2 separate regions of the Sus scrofa genome follow, and region 2 is linked to region 1. The links are chromatin contacts, called in public Hi-C maps. All regions are on one chromosome and are shown on one strand. The core of a region is the stretch at or near the end of the contact, and the rest is flanking DNA. Distances in the headings are between cores, read along the strand shown.

What was found. A called contact is a pair of places that touch in the nucleus more often than the background predicts.
Region 2: a contact with region 1 is called in a Hi-C map of embryonic fibroblasts, with 2.7 times the contacts expected there. The contact joins two enhancer-like sites. A contact is called at or near these places in 2 of 5 promoter capture datasets (fetal liver and liver), 27 of 47 Hi-C or Micro-C datasets (adipose tissue, alveolar macrophages, brain and 16 more) and 1 of 2 datasets of contacts at active chromatin or transcription factors (skeletal muscle).

What each region holds. Positions count from the first base shown.
Region 1 is chr6:150,006,454-150,009,752 of Sscrofa11.1, reverse strand. No RefSeq gene overlaps it. Among named protein-coding and RNA genes, the nearest start is that of USP1, 22 kb to the right of the region's middle. Within about 2 kb of position 1,717, at least 4 of the 83 cell types and tissues checked have an H3K27ac peak or open chromatin away from gene starts, as enhancers often do. A contact at or near this core is called in embryonic fibroblasts, where this site is marked.
Region 2 is chr6:150,156,679-150,159,959 of Sscrofa11.1, reverse strand. KANK4 (KN motif and ankyrin repeat domain-containing protein 4) reads right to left here. Exons shown (of 10, transcript XM_013988888.2): 3 at 1,044-2,978. Among named protein-coding and RNA genes, the nearest start is that of KANK4, 52 kb to the right of the region's middle. Within about 2 kb of position 1,854, at least 5 of the 83 cell types and tissues checked have an H3K27ac peak or open chromatin away from gene starts, as enhancers often do. A contact at or near this core is called in embryonic fibroblasts, where this site is marked.

The sequences.
Region 1 (3,299 bases), core at 468-2,967:
CCCCAAACATTTATTACTTAAAATGGACCCAGGTCTGGAGTACCTGTGGGCATTAAGTGATAAACTAATGCAGTCCTCCTTGGAGAAATACCGGCCTAGTTTTTTATGGCTGATGTGGCAAATTACCAGAAACACACAAATGGCTTAAAGCAACACAAATTTATTATCCTACGGTCCTTAGGTCAGAAGTCCAACATAGGTCTCACTGGGCTACGATTGAAGTGTCACATTCCTGTCTGGAGGTTCTAGGCGAGAATTCATTTCCTTGTTTTTTCCAGCTTCGATGGGCTCACCACTTCTTGTGGCTCATAGTCCTCTTCCTCTAGACTCAAAGCCAGCAAATTTACATCCTTCTGACCCTTCTGTGGTCACATCTTTTCTCACTATGGCTGGGTAAAACTCTCCCTTTTGAAGGACTGATGTTATTTTATTGGGTCCTTTGGACAATCCAGAATAATCTTCCTATCTCAAGACCCTTAGCCTTAGTCATGTCTGCAAAGTCCTACTTTCCACATCGGGCAATATAGCCATAGGTTTCAGGCAACAGAATATCAACGTCTTTGGGCAACCCCTATTCTGCCTACAAGAACCCTTAACTCATGCCTCAGAATAGTTTCTACAGATATAGTTGCAAGAATTTGAACTTAAAATTTAAAAAGGCACAAAACAAAACAAAAAACTCCAAAAAAAACCCATACAAGGAAAAAGCAAGGATCATGAGCAAGGGTCAACCAAAAAAAAAAAAAAGCAACAGAACAGACTCACAAAAGTTTCAGATATTTGAATTATAGGATAAAAATTTTTAAAACAATATTCTATATCTTTAGATAATTGAAAATAAATTTAAGACATGATTAAGGAGCAAAAAGATCAACAAAAATATGAAGAAAGATTAAAATATATGTACATATAGCTTTAAGAAAGGAAAAATATCACAAACGAATTGAAAAACAATGCTAGGGTCAACAGAGGACTAGATGCAGCTAAAGAGAGAACTGGTAAAGTAAAATATAAGACTGAAGATATTGTGACGAATATAGGCTGGATGTCAAATACATGAAAATATAAAGAAATTAAGATACATGGAGGGTAGAATGAAAAAAGTTTATCAGGTATGTTTTCTAGCTTTCACATACTATAGATGACAGTAGTGCCAAATACCGCCATTCAGGCAGGTCTTTACCTACTGTATAAAAACCACCCCAAGGAGTTCTCTGGTAGCTTAGTGGCTTAAGACTCTGGCATTGTCACTGCTGTGGCTTGGGTCACTGCTATGGCACAGGTTTGATCCCTAGCCTGAAAATTTTGCATGCCACAAGTGCAGCCAAAAAACAAAACAAAACGCACATAATGCCCTAAAACTACAACCATGATATTTGCTCACAATCCTGTAGGTCAGTCCTATAGGGTGCTCCATCCACATGGCTTTGGCTCATGAAGTTGCCTATCAGGTGGTGACTAGTGCTGGAGCATCCAGAATGGCTTCACTTCCATAACTGATGCTTTGGCAGTGCTGGCTGGAAGACTAGAACCTCTCTGTCTCACTATGCCTGGTTTTCTTTACATAGCTAGCTTGAGCTCACTTTAAGTGTGGCTCAATTCTAAGAGATAGTGTCTCACACAGCAAAGGAAAAACTGCCAATCTCTTAAAGGCCGGTCTTGGAAATTGCGAAGTATCACTTCTACTACATTCTTGACCCTATTCCTCACACTGTACATTTCATATCCATGACTCATTTATTTTGCAACCAGAAGTCTCTACTTCTTAATGTCCCCTACCTATTTCTTTCCTTTTACTACCCCCTCCCCTCTGACAACATCTATTTGTCCTCTGTATCCATAACTTTGTTTCTGTTTTGCTATGTTTGTTCATTTGTTTTGTTTCCTGGAGTCCACATATAAGTGAAATCATACAGTATTTGTCTTTGTCTGACTTCTTTCACTTAGCATAGTACCCTCTAAGTCCATCTTTGCTTTTACAAATGGCAAAACTTTATTTTTTTTAATGTGTACCACATCTTCTTTATCTATTCTTCTTTGATGGACACTTAGAAGTTGCTTCCATATCTTGGCTACTGTAAATAACACTCCAGTGGGGTGCATATATCTTTTTGAATTAGTGTTTTTGTTTTCTTCAGATAAATGTCCAGGAGTGGAATTACTGGGTTATACAGTAGTTCTATTTTTAAGTTTTTGAGACATAGCCATACTGTTTTACGAAGTGACTGTACAAATTTACATTCCTATCAGCAGTGTCAAGAGTTCTCTTTGCTCCACATCCTTACCAGCACTTGTTATCTCTGGTGTTTTTGCTAAGAGTCACTCTAACAGGTATGAGATTATATCTCACTGGACTTTTGATTTTCATTTCCCTGATGATTAGTGATGTTGACCACTTGTTAATGTTCTAGACAAAACATTCTTGAAGTAAAACAGCGTATACATACTTGCCCTATCAGATATCAAAATTTATTTCAAAATTATAGTAATTAGACAGGTAATAAAAGAAAATCTGTAAATTGACTCATATATGTAAACTAGGTGTATGACAGAAGGGTGCCAAAGATCCCTGGGGTAAGGATGGACTATTCAATAAATGGGCTCAGATGACTTTTTTATCTATATGAAAAAAATAAAGTAAAATTATGTTTTTACTTTAGATCATACACAAAAAAATCAATAAAAGCCAAATGTAAAAATTTTTAATTTTTTTTGAAGAAAATATTGGGGAAAAAAAGTTAACCTGAAGCTAAAAAATGATTCCTTAGACAAAACTTAAAAAAAAAAAAAGGTAAAACCATAAATAAAAAGATGGATACATTTTCCCATATCAAAGTCAGGAACATCTATTCATTAAAAGAAAACAAAATTAAAAATAGTGAACAGGTAAGTTTCATAGATATTTTTGTTTTTATAAGTTCATCAGTTTATTCCAAATGTACATGAAAAGGCAAAGCAACTCCAGAATAGTTAAAATAATTTTGAAAAAGAACAAAATCAGAGGACTGACTCTACTTGACTTTAATCCTTAATATAAAGTTATAGTAATCAAGATAAGGTGATATTGGTAAAAGGACAAATATAGATTAATAGAGTCCAGATATAGAGGCACATATACAGTCAGCCTTTGTATCTGCCAGCTCTGAACCTGGAGATTCAACCAACTTGGATGGAAACTATTGAAAAAAGAAAAATTTCCCAAAAGTTCCAAAAAGTAAACAAACTTGAATTTGCCATGAACTAGCAAAATGAAACAGCATTTTCATTGTATTAGGTATATCATTTTTTAAATCTGTAGA
Region 2 (3,281 bases), core at 605-3,104, 150 kb before region 1:
GACGGAGGAGAATTATTGGAGAGTTAGTGAACCATGCGGCGTGGGTGCCATTGTTGTCCCTCTCTTAGTCTGGGGACAGCTAAGGCTCAGGTTGGCTCTGTGAATAGCTGAGCAGGAGAACGGATCTCCCAGCCCCTGGCCCAGCACCCACCTCTGCTCCAGGGCAGCTCAGGGGTCCTTCCTGGCTCACCAGACAGTTGACACTTGTGATGTGGGGTGGGCAGGGAAAACACATGAGCAAGAGCACAAGTCTTCTTTTGCTGAGCTCAGAGGTACAGGAGGCAATTCACAATGGGCAAGACTAGAACTAGCGCCAAAATAATGAGAAGCAGCCAATCTGTGATCCGCAGCAAAAAGCAGACTCACACGTTGCTGCCCGTGAGCAAAGCAAAATATGGTTCCACTTAACTCGAAAGAGGAGAGTGTGCAATCTCTTACAAGAGGAAGTGCCACTTAGCCAAAGGGTCGACTTCCAAATGTATCACACAGTCTCTCTCTTTCTTAAACACACACACACAGAAAATATTCCATAAAATATTTCAGATCTAAATATAGTGTTCCTCCAAAACCAGGCTACAGAAAAGCTCTAATGTACAAGACCCGGGGAGAACCACAGGAATGCAAGAGCAGACGAAACAATTAAGGAAGGCAGAGGTTTAAAGCATTCACAGCCAGGGCCATTCTTGGCCCTAGACATTGCCTCTGCACAATGCAAATGAGAAAGAGGCACCCTTCTGGACAGGCCTGGCAAGTGTGGGCTGGGTTTCAGCTCCTATTTACCCTCTGACATCTTTGTGCCTGGTGCTGTCAGTGCAGCTGTACATGGTGGCCCTGCTGTCGATGCAAACATTAGAGCAAATACAAGAGCAGGGGTCCCAAGCCTCCACTGTAACAGAGATCAGTTTTTATTCCCTGGGGAGGTGAGTTCCTGGGGATGCTTAAATCTTAAAAAACAAAACATATGCATGCAATTAAGACCCTTTTCCCTTTTGACTCATCAAGTAAAGGAGAAATGGTTCCCTGTCTCAGGCACCAGTATTTACCCATCGGTGGGGAGGAAGAGGGGCCTGGGGGCTCCTTCTGGGGTGGAGCCTGGGCTGAATAGGCCGAGAGCAGCAGGTTGAGGGAGCTCTGTAGCTGGCTCTGGATGCTGCTGAGCTTGGAGGCCGGCTGCTTGATGGCACGGGCCAGCTCTGGGTACCCATGCTCCAGGCAACTCCACTGTTCCTGCAGGAGCTCCTGGATCTTCTTCACGTACTGCCCAATAGTGGCATCGGTGGGTGAGCTTGGTGGCCTTCCTGGGCGCTCTTTCCCTGGCAGCTCTGAGCCGGCCTCCCCCCTCCCCTCTGGGGGAGCCTGTCTCTTGCTGCTCCCTGGAGAGCCTCCTGCTCCCCTGACCAGACTCTCTGCTTCCACCTGAGGGCCTCCCTCCTGCTCAGCGCCTCCTTCTTCGATCCTGAGCTCAGTGGAGAGGCAGCTATGTAAAGAGGGGGGGAGGCCCACCTCAGGGCCCTGTGGCAGTGACAGCTGGGGTGGTGGCACAAGTTCTGCTGGGCTCCGATCTCCCCCTTTGTGGCTGTCCTGCCACCATAAGAAGCCATTCCCCTCTCCCCTGGCTCCCCAGCTTTCAGATCCCATGCTGCCCATAAGGTTGACCCCAATGCTCTTGTCACACGACTCCCTGGTCAAGAGTCCGTGCAGAGGGTCAGTGTTGACCATGGCATCCGTCTGGCCCTGAGCTTCTTTGGTATTCCTGCGGCTCAGCTTTTCTGCCAGTTGAGCTACAGTACGCTCTAGCTCTTGAATCCTCTGCCCTCTGGCCTGGATTTCCTCCTCCTGCCGCTGGAGGGCAGCTCTGACCTGGGCCAGTTCTTCAGTTCTTTCGGACAATTCACTCTCCAGGTCGGAGAGCTGCTGCTTCAGGCTGGGGATGCTGCCAGGGTCCACAGAGGCGAGGCCCAGGCTTTCCTCCGTGACCCGGATGCCGATGCTTCTCACATCCACCTCCACAGGTGGCGGTGGGGGGATCTCGCTGATGTTGAGCTCGATTTCGTCCAGGGAAAGCTCATTCTCAGGGATGGGTGATGGCAGAGGTGGGGGGCTTGGCGTGGGGGAGCCAGAGGTCGTGACCCCCGCCTCCGCTTCTCCGCCTTCGTGTTGCTCCTCTGCATCTTCTAGGACCACCAAGACGTTCGGGGGTGAGAAAAGAGGACTTGGGAGAGAGAGGTGATTTAGAGCCTCTCCTTCGCCCTCTGGAGGCTCAGCCGCCTCCTGGATCCGTTCCGGAATCCCGGGCACCAGGTCTCCCAACTCTCGGACTTCTGGTTGCGGTGCTGTTCCCGGGGTGGAGCTGTGGAAACTGGCCAAAAATCCTTCCGCGGGGCCAAAGGCGCCGTCGCAGACCCCACCTTCACCCTGAAGTGGGGGGAGGGCCAGGGGGACGGGGGAACCTGAGTTTAGGCTTGGGTCCTCCGAGGCCCTGTTTGGCAGCAGTGTGGCTGGCATGCTGGATGCTCTCAGAAGCTGGGGCCGTGCGCTCCCGGAGACGAGCTCCAACTCCGGGGGCGCAGCGGCCTCCACCTGCCTGGCGGTCTCCGCCAGCAGGACCTTCCGACGGTAGCTCACGTCACCCCCGCTGGCGGCGGCGGGGGGCTCGCTGAGCAGCAGCGAGTGGGCTCGCGCCTCTGGCCCGGGCGACGCCTTCCTCGGCACGGCTGGGGACCAGTTTGGGTGGGAAAGAGCAGCATGGGGGCGAGCCCCGCTGTCGGGAAGGCTGAAGTTTCGGGGCAAAGTGCTAAACTTGGCCTGCTTGGCCCTTCTGTGGATGGGAATCCTCTTGATGGTGTTGCCCTTCTCGATGTCATCCACGTACTTGAGGAAGTCCAGGTCTAAGTGGAAGCCGTAGGGGGTCTCCACGGAGTAAGGGTGGCCCTTTGGAGGCTCTTTCTCTTCTTCCCTCTGAGAGGACTGGTCTTTGGCTGGGAGACACGAGACAAGTGAAGAAGAAGCACAACGTTAATGAGCACTGCAGGGCAGCGAGGCCTGATGTGGGGGATTTTGACTTAACGCTCTGGCATGGGCCTTCTCCTAAATGTTCCGCCTCTCTAACTTACGCGGAGATGCTCCCAGCCTTTTGGGCTGTGCTGAGAAGCTCTGTTATTAAATCAGTGTGTACTTAGCCAGTGTCTGCAAGGAAATAGGTAGAGGGAATAGGTTCCAATTTGCAGGATGTCATCTCAGTTACTAGTGTGGAATCTGCCTCCGGAGCAGCAACATAAAAG